Linked DNA regions of Choristoneura fumiferana: region 1 is linked to region 2. Evidence: chromatin contacts called from public Hi-C data. All regions are on one chromosome and are shown on one strand. Each heading gives the region's core, a stretch centred on a gene start, on an enhancer-like site or on the middle of the called end of the contact. The rest is flanking DNA. Distances are from core to core; before and after follow the strand shown. Region 1 holds the start of LOC141430925 (hsp70-binding protein 1). Region 2 holds the start of LOC141430929.

Evidence for each region. A called contact is a pair of places that touch in the nucleus more often than the background predicts.
Region 1: a contact with region 2 is called in a Hi-C map of whole pupa, with 2.9 times the contacts expected there. The contact joins the promoter of LOC141430925 here to the promoter of LOC141430929 in region 2. A contact is called at or near these places in 2 of 2 Hi-C or Micro-C datasets (both in whole pupa).

The regions. Positions count from the first base shown.
Region 1 is chr9:1,683,462-1,688,798 of NRCan_CFum_1, forward strand. LOC141430925 (hsp70-binding protein 1) reads left to right here and starts at 3,638. Exons shown (of 6, transcript XM_074091813.1): 1 at 3,638-4,277; 2 at 4,788-4,868. The coding sequence starts at 4,161. It overlaps LOC141430934 (a long non-coding RNA gene), which reads right to left and starts at 1,965. Exons shown (of 2, transcript XR_012451680.1): 1 at 1,210-1,965.
Region 2 is chr9:1,533,009-1,537,801 of NRCan_CFum_1, forward strand. It overlaps LOC141430929, which reads left to right and starts at 2,851. Exons shown (of 5, transcript XM_074091818.1): 1 at 2,851-2,873. The coding sequence starts at 2,866. Smr (nuclear receptor corepressor smrter) reads right to left here and starts at 2,596. Exons shown (of 39, transcript XM_074092506.1): 1 at 2,387-2,596. The coding sequence starts at 2,433. It overlaps LOC141430936 (a long non-coding RNA gene), which reads right to left. Exons shown (of 3, transcript XR_012451682.1): 3 at 3,542-3,662.

The sequences.
Region 1 (5,337 bases), core at 2,388-4,887, 150 kb after region 2:
TGAAACGTAACAGTAGGTCTGAGAATAGGATGTAAACTATTTTTCATACTTCTACGGTGGGCGAACTCGCGGGCAAGGCAAAAGCAAGTTATCATATAATATAAAATAGTACCCCATGCACATATGAATAGTCCTTCCCTTAACACTGTACAAGATTTTTACTGAGTAATAACTTAACTGAATGACTTAGCAATAGCAAGCAACAACTTTATCTACTTCTTAGTTATAGGAAATCATATTCCGAAATCGCGTGACACAGTATTTTTTTTATCAGGCAGTGATCCCTACATTGTTAATTAGAAATTCAATATTATAATACAACAAACAATCGTAATAAGCATGATCACAGGTTGGTAATATTCAATCATGAGCTCAGGAGATCATTAGTATTCATTAGTAAGGGTAAGGAATAAATTAAGGATGTATTTCGTTTACCATTTGAGGCAACATGGGGTTGCATAGGGCTTCTCTGGAATTTAAAGCCACACTTGCCTGCCCGCCCATGCAACGCGGGTCGGAGATAGTGTTGCTTGATAACCTACATTAGTTCATTATTCTTATATCGGAAATTCTTATTTCTGTCTTTTCTGTATCTTATTGTTACGAGTAATACACCATGCATGTGAAATAGATGCTCTGATGCTGGTCTAAAGCATTGGCGTATCTAGGATTATTTTTCAGGGGGGGTTTGTGTGAAGATTATAGAATTTGTATTATAGAATTTCGAATCGGTAATCAAACAATCTGGGGTGGGGTGGGCACTAGACCATACTAGGGTGGGCACCGCCCACCCGACCCCCCTCTATATACGCCTATTACGTTACTTACGGACGGAGCTGGTCTTCCTTTAGTTAGTCTAAAGGGCGACATTAAGCTGGTTTTCCATTTCGTGACCGTGATACGTATTTTTACTTTCTCCATGTTCTCGTAATGTCACGCATAAATGTTTTCCTTCCTTCGTTCCTTCTTAGTGGCATCATAGTCGTCACACAAGACACAAGACACACACACAAGTATACTATATTCGTTCACACCCACAAATTACTAGGTAACGAAAAATAAATTACAAATTGCTGTGCCAGCGTAATAATCACTCCATAAAAAGGTTTAGACGAGGATAGTTCACGTCGTGGTATTCAAATTAAATTTATACCATAACTGACACAAAAAGTCATAAAGTAACTTACCGATAAAATTTATTAAACCTACCTTTTTGTTTTCAATCCGTAAGTTTCTAGATCGTTCAATATGTTTTAACTACTTGTTATGTTCCATTCGAGTGATGGCCCCAGCGCTTGTTATTGGAGATTCGCGCCTCAGCAATTTATCTAACTGATAGCGTATCGCTATCTGGGATTATGATGTGATAAACAGCGGCATGTTGACAGATATTGTCAGCATCTGATTCGGTACTTGAGATTGTTTTGTTTGCTATTACGGGAAGCAAACAATATTTCGTGCTGTTGAGAGATGGCATTTCTAACGGCGTTGGTTTCACACAGGATGAATGAGGGTTTTTCGATATGGGAAATATCGCTAGATGGCGCCAGTAACGTGAAGTCCGTCTGACAACTTTGACATATGTGCGTCGCGCTCGTGATTGGTTAAATAACTAAATGAGCCAATCGCAAGCAAGACTGAAACGTCAAACGGACCTTATGATACTAACGCCATCTAGCGATATTTCGCCCGTCGAAAAATCCTCAGTCTAACGCGCTGATATTCGAAATCGCATTCACCATCTCTTTCTGACGTATTACACCGCGTGACAGAAATAAGTGGTGAAAACGATTACAAGTGTGTTAGACAATAAGGTCTCGAAGTATTTACACTTCAAGAGGTAAAACTGTGTGTCGTGTGGTATAAGAGTCTGCTGCTTGCAAGTTATATTAAAAACAAATACTTATGTATTTACGATTTAAAAATAAAATCAGGAACTACGATTATACAGTGACACTGAAAATTTAGGAGTGACATCCCAATATTTTTTTGTCTTAATCTTGTTCAGTATATATTATGCAGATTCTATAGATATTAGATTTATTTTCAACAAAAATTACAAATTCGTCCAGGAGCGCAAAGGTAACGGATGTCGTTTTTTTACAACGCCCTCTGGTGGTGGCAAGTGTAAGCAGAATAATTTGTGAGGAAAAAACAGCAAAGCGTTGTAGCGATGCCATGATCCGCGTGGAGTCTGGAGTTATCATTTATCTGGAAACGTCTGAATACTTTGAACTTTCATTAAACAGTACCTACGTCAGTGATGTATCAGGAACGAAGAAACCTTACCTTTATTAAGGTCTCTACCCACTACCCCATATCATGCCATGACCGTAATAGGAACGTGTGAGGAACGGAATGTCAAATGCATACATGACACGAGATGGCGACGGTTGGTTACGAAACTTGCTAGTGGGCATAATCTCACACTTCTCGATACAAAGAATATATTTTTGCTTGACAAGATACTATTACGGTCATGATATGATATGGTGAAATGGGTAGAGACCTTTACCAAATATGACAGTTGGAAATACGATGACTTTCCAAACATGACGAATGTCGATGGCTGTAGGTATAATGCCAAACAGTAGGTTGCCCCAGGTAGTTTTTTTTTGGAGTTTATGGCTTCGTAACGAGACCTTTGCCAATGGCAGGTAGATGGTAGCTGCGATAGGTAGTGAGGGAAGAGTTAACACTTTTTACATGGCAGCAAAATTCGAGGCCACGCATATATTTTAAAAATATTTTTTATTTTATCTAGATAAATACTCAAAGATTTTAAATGTTAAAATAATCCTTGATTGAAAAAATATATTTAATGTTCTATGATACATATTACTTAATGTAGTGTATTGTAGGTAGGTATATATAGTGTTGCTGAAATAGCGCGAATTGACGCCATCCATCCCATCATGGAGCAGGTAAGTTATTTTATATATAAAATGATTAAAATGTCTTGCGACCCCCTACTATGGCGTTAGCGTGGATGGTGCAATAAGAAACAATATTTTTTTTTGCAGTCAGCTCGTTTTGGATATTTTAGCAACTACAATAGATACTTTCATCTAAATTCCTAGATATTTTAGTTTTTTGTTAGGATTTTCCAAATTTTTTAATGGTAACATTATTTATGCGTGTTGTAAATGAGTAGGGCTACTACGAAACTCTAAACTCTGTTCGTGTCGTGCGGTTCCTTTGACACATACTGTTTAATACGAGAGCGAGAGGGAACAGCAGGGCTACTACGAAACTCGAAGTTCGTATCGTACCGTCCCTCTCGCTCTCGTATTAAATAGTATAAGTGTCAGAAGGACCGCACGACACGAACTTCGAGTTTCGAGTTTCGTAGTAGCCCTGCAGTAAAATACGAGCTATGAGTTTCGTTGTAGTCCTGCAGGGCTACTACGAAACTCGAAGTTCGTGTCGTGCTGTTCCTCTGACACTTATACGGTTTAATACGAGAGCGAGAGGGACGGTACGATATGAACTTCGAGTTTCGAGTTTCGTAGTAGCCCTGCTGCAGCCGCCTCCGCCCACTGTACAACCCATGGTACAACCAGGCCAACCAGCCAGCTGACAATGTAGTTAAATGAACGTATGGATGATCAAAGAGGCTTTCGGTTTTTCTTAAAATATCTCGCGCTTGTGTGACATACATCCTCATTATCAGACGTGTGTTTATTGAAAAGTGTCTAAAATACACCTCAATTCAGTCAGTTTGACGGGTAATTAATTTGTGTCCATGTGTCCGATTTCTACTTCATAGCACATAAATATTAAGTACAGTTTATAAATTGATGTGACGATATTTCATGAAATAAAAATATTGTTACTTAAAAATATTTGTTAATTTAATAAACTAAAAATAAGCATACAGCAAGTTTTTTCCGTCGTCCATTACAACTTGGACTCAATTTATAAAATTAAAATGTCGGTTTGACATTGACAGCTCAAAAAAACAAGCACGCACGGTGTTTCGTTCGTGCGTGTTCTAGAACTCCAGAGAATCCAACAATTTCCAAGACTTACATCAACTTTTATGAATCATTCACATCAATATTAACCTCCAAATACATTTGTACTCCAGTTGTGATTATTCGCCCAGTGTAGCAACTGTCCTGTCCTTCCATATTTCTCATATAATTTCCATTCAAAACATGTCTGCAAATAATCCAGGGCAAAATAATGCTATTGCGGGAGCCCTTACGTTCCCTAGCAGAAGTCAGGACCCTCAGCCTTTGCCAGAGCAGCCGCGTCAGCCTCGGAATTTGCAGGTACCATTTAATTGAGTTTATTAATTACTTCAAGTAAGTATTTAATTACGCATTATTCAGAACTAGTAATCGTCAGCTTAGCCACTGTATTTTTTGTAATATGCTTTAAATGAACCTCTCGCATACAGTTGCATTATTAAAGTAGTTAGGTACTCATACATTTTGAATCGCTTTTAAATATCTTAATTATGTAGTACTTTTATACTTGTTTTGTCTTCATCTTTATTTCAATAGTTATTTTTATTATTAATTTGCCTTTGAATAGATTTATTTAGTTGTTTGGTATAAATAAATGAGACTATACATAAAAAAAACCTGGAAATGAAAACTAGTACTCCAGTCATCCCATATTTTTAGCCTCAAAGTTTGGAAGTTGATTTGTTTATTTTCAGTTTTTTATGATATGACCCGATCCACCTCAACCCGAGTTGCTGAATCCCATTCTCTGGTCTGCCATATTTTTTTTATTTAGTGCATTTATTTTATATTTGTACTGTACTTATCTTTCAGGGCCTCCTTAGGTTTGCCATGGAAGCAACGAAGGCTGAAGATGCTCCTGGTCCCTCGGAGCTGGGACCCATGGATGAGGAGGTATGGAGCATTTTTTGTAGAAAAAATGTTTTTTAAGATGCATTTCAGTTAATACTTACGCCATTTAATTTTTATATTGACTATAACATATTGCTTGATATTCTCATACAAAGTGCCCACTTAATTTGAATTACTTTTTTTCATGTAGTTCCACTGATTGTAGTTCTATACAATACTAAAGTTAAAGTTATATTGAAATATTTAAATTGAGTGAATTTTGATGAAAAAAGTGATTAGAAGTCTAGTTAAAAGACACAAATTATAGATAAATGTATTATTGACTCGATCCAGTGTGTTTATACAAGGATTTTGATGAAATCAGTTTGTTTACACTTCTTATAAATTGGATAGGCATAAACCATACCTCTTTATGCTTAAACTACTGAACTGAAATTTGTTATGAAAAAAGTTTAAGACCATGGGAAGATAACTGCATAGTTCCTGCAGGATAGGTTTGAACTAATACTTT
Region 2 (4,793 bases), core at 1,601-4,100:
TAGTCTCGTGATGTATCCATACTTTCAAGTTTGATACATTGTTTTTTTTACTTCGCAGTGACGTTTCATAGCTTTTTTTTATGCTACGAGCAGATGTGATTGTTGAAAATGATTAAAAAATCTACAAAAGCCTAGTTCAATATTTAGTTTGACAATACCACAGACACGTATGTATTTCTCTCACGAATACCTACCTACAGGAAACTTGGACCCATTGTCGGAGCAAGGAATCGTCCTCAAAGTTCTTATTGAAAAAAAAAACTAGTACTTTGAGCGTTTCTTCCACCTTCCCAAGTAACCTTAGTAAATATTGTTCGTCCTTGTCGACGGTCAAGTACGATCCTATCTCGATATCGTACGGAGTTCCGCTCCGTCTGACCTTCAAGCGCACAAATATAGTTTTTACTGCTTAGCCTGTTATTAAGAATTTTAATTATACCTACTTGGCAACTGAAAATCTTGTTTATCTTAAGAATCATGTCTGAGCTATTTTTTTGGGTTTTTAATTGAAGAGAATTACATGGTTTAAATTTTTCAGTTAACGTGCGACAAACAGTCCTTTTTTACGTATGTACATAGATTCTACATGTGTTCCCATCTTTTGGCTTAGTTTGTGTTAGTTACATATATGCGTTGTGGGCTATGGCAGTATTTGTAGGTCTTCCATGTGTCTCACATGTATACATTTTATTTTAATGTCGTATCACCAAAGCCACAATTTCTGTTACTGTGCTATATTGTGCGAACGGACTACGAAATACCTAGTAGCTTTATATTATAACAGAGATATCAGTATCAAGGCTTTCAGTCACCAACGACACAACGTGCTGCAGAGACAAGCAACCCACTTGGCAAGAATTTTGTTTTTCATTATCGACTAATATTTTATAAACAAGAATGTTTGCTATTTCAGACACTGGATACTATTCATGTAAAAACGTGAGCGTCATTGTCAAGCCACAAATGCATTTAATTTGCAGTATTGTGGTTGGCCTAATTTTGGTAAATTTCCTGAATATTTGTGAATGAGTCTCAGGTCATGTATATTCATTTTTATATCTAAGGCCTACCACCACCACCACCTTTACCACCTTTGAAGTCTCTTATAAAGTAAAAAATATTTACATGCAAATGTCGGTTACGCCCTTAACATCTAGAGTACGTAAATATTCACTTACAATCATTAACATTGCACAAGGCTCGCACGACTACATGCAAATGTCGGTTACGCCCTTAACATTTAGAACGTAAGCGCCAATTATTTTAAATCACCACAAGGCTCTAATACGTAGCTATTGTGGTTCCATATCTTTACAATTTTCCTAGATCTCATACCTAAGCTACACAGACCTACCTAATAGATACTTATGCATAAAAGATCAGATGCTAAGTGCATTCTACATACTTGTGTAGGTGTGTTTATTTGTGTGTAACGCTATAATTAGATGTCAGGGCTACATTGCCTTTCTTGAAAGGTTAATAACAGCACAGCTGTTAAACGTGTCTGCTGTACCTATAGGTGTTAAGTTTATACGTAGGGTCGTATACAGTATAGCATAGATAGTGTTAGGTAGTACGATACGCCCTAAGCGCGGCATTTGTTTAGCATCAGCCTGTAGATAGGGCTACAGCTAGTATTTAGTTTTGTTAGGGTGACCACGAGTGTATTAGACTTAGGACAGACCACCGTAGTTTGTTAGACTTAATGTACGACATTTTTTTTGACGAAAATTATCCTTATTCCTTATGCTACGAATATGCGTGTCTTTATTAGTCTTTTACGATGAAACAGCTGGACGAATTCGGATTTAATTTAATACGTTTATCTAACACATAGACTACGTTTTATCTTTATAATTCCGGGGATCGGAATGTACCTATTAACTAATGTAAAATCACGACACCTCAACTGCTAACTAGAGACATGATAACTTGGCACTTACAAGGTTAATGAAGACCAAGATGTCCACGATGTAATTTCCAAGTTCAAATGGGAATTCAGTAAAATAGCTGTAATTTCAATTCAACTGCCAGATAGTACCTAGCAAAAATTTACGAATTTGTAACTACTGACATTAACCTACAGCATTTTGGATATCAAAACCGAGCTTAGCAACAACGGACAGCTATACCGATAGTGATAAGATATATCCACATTGCTATTTCAGAAGATTGTAATTAGACTTGATACCTAGTCCAATAAATGAGATGCTTCAATTCATAGTAGCCAACGTAATGCCCTATGCAAACAAATCAAGGAAGTACCATCCAGTTTGAATGATATTGACGGAAGAGAAAGAGAATACATATGTTCGTCAGAGCAAGCCCGGGTAACCTCACGTTACCATACGGCCACGTTGTAGGTGAACTAAGCAAATGGGGTTACCTTGAGAACTCGATGAGGACCTCCCCGCAAGGCGACGACCACACCATATCAACACACAACACTAAAACTCCACCTGCACATCACTGGATAAGGACCAAAGCACCAGAATGATAACACCACTAAACAAAAAAAAAACCGGGGGTCCTAAGAAGGTCGAATCTGATATTTTTTCACGGTAGAGCTCGCAACGTCGCGCTGTCGCCGGACGGACGCGCGTTCGGCCCGCGCTGCGCTCATTGGCCAAATGTGACGGCGGCCATCATTGCACGGCGCGCGGCCGTCCAATGACGCCGCGTCCCGCTCGCCCCGCCCACATCCTCGTGGCCTGTTGAATGAACTCGCCGGCAGTCGCGGCCGAATCGTCAGAGCCGCAGCACGTATGAAGTTCGACAGATGTGAACGGACAGTGACGAGTGATAATACGCTAGCTACCTGATCCGTTTACACAAAAAAATAAAGTAGAAAATAGTGGACGTAAAATGGTAATGTAAGTAATTAGTTTCAAATGAGATAATGAATAATTGAAACGGTAGGAAATCACGTGATGATTAGTGTTTTTTTTTATGTGAATGATGAATAGAAATTACTTTTCTAATATAGGCAGGTTTTGACTTGTACCTGAAACAAGAAAACGACAAAAATCAGATATCATAGTTAACTTAATGACATGTTTGCATGTAAAACGAACATTAATTTCACCTTGGAAACATGTAGGTTGTTTAAATTTCCACTATACATATTCTTGGATAAAATTTTAATAGAACTCTACTAACAAATGTTTTCGTAGTCAAGCTTTAAAAAAACAACTTACATTTAAAATACATACAGCCAGACCTAAATAGTCTAGTCTATAGTAATAGTCTATGAAATGTGAGGGATTCTTAATATTAAAATACATACTCAATTAATTTAAATTTTTTAGACAAACGCCTTGTTATTTTTGAAATATTTTTTTGGAAAATTCAATGATATGAGTGAGTGAGTGACGCAAGAAAACTATTTATATTATAATTTATCCAACCACCTTAAGAATAATAGGTTTACTATATTATAAACCGGTTTGAATGAAAGACCTTTCTCTCAGCATAACGCTTTTAATGAGTCCGGCATGCAGGACATTTCTTTATACTTTTCAAATTTCAACCCCTCGGATGATCTTGGCACTCAACTCGACGCTAAAATAGGTACTTCTAAGCGTCCTAACTAGACCACAAATTCCTCCTCTAATTTTACAGCGCATATTTGAGCAGGTTATAAAAGCCTGCCTGCCTAGTACCTGAAACAACGAATGGTAAGCATACCTTTTATACCGGTTGTAAAAGGGTCCGCTAGCTACAGGGCAGGGGGCAGGGTGTGGTCATGGACATGAAGGGAATGTTTCTTTAGCGCCTTAAAATAACGGGCAAAGGTGCGTGCCTGAATAAATAAAAGATATAGACTCCTAACAACCTCCAAAATACTAGCTCGCGTTTTTCACAATGAAATTGGCGGTAGTTGAAAGGTTTGGGTAAGTGCTGTTTGTGAATAATCCTAACCTAGACTCAAACAGTGAATACTTAATATTATTTTAAGTAGGTACTAACTATAATGTTGCTGCTGATGGGAAGGATTGCGTCTGCATCGCACTACCAACACAGCGTAAACAAAACCCACTTTGTATCAAAATGGGTTCAAGTGATTTAGAACATAGTAGAAAAACAAGAATTTATCTTGGGCCATAAAGTTGTAAGTAGTAACACTCGTAACTAATAAAGCATCACTTAAAACCTGTCAGTTTAAACGTCTAAGAATTACACTAATATATTTTCTATACCCAAAAAGTTAGCAAAACCAGCTGATTTGGCGGCTCTTCAAGGTCCTACCAGTCACGGGGTGATCCCCCACGCAGGGAGAGGGGAGAGGCAAAATGTCGATAACAGCTCTGTATATACCTACATAGCATAGGTACTCCTACACTTTCATCTTAGGTAGGGAGAGTAGGGAATGAAAGTTCAAGAAAAAAAACAACAAATTTGAGATTTCCTCTCTTGTAGATTACGGAATGCCTTGACGAGTGAGTCACAAATATATCAAATCACACCTCTAAAAGTGGATGATGAGACAACGTAACGGTTCGATCTCAGGTACGTAACATCTACAGACATGACTGCTGGCATCGCAAGACAATTTCAACAAAATCCTTTTACAAAATCTGAATATACAATCATTAATACATAACCTACATAATATAACAAGCAGACTTGGATCACATTCAAACAGGAAAATATCTATTGTACGCAAAACAAGACAATCGCTGCGAAAATAGCGTTGACGTTGAGTCAGTTGCGGATGTTTTTGACGTTTTTACAAGCTGTTATTTGCATAACATGGCTATCTTCACCACTGTAACCAAGTTCCGAGAACACAA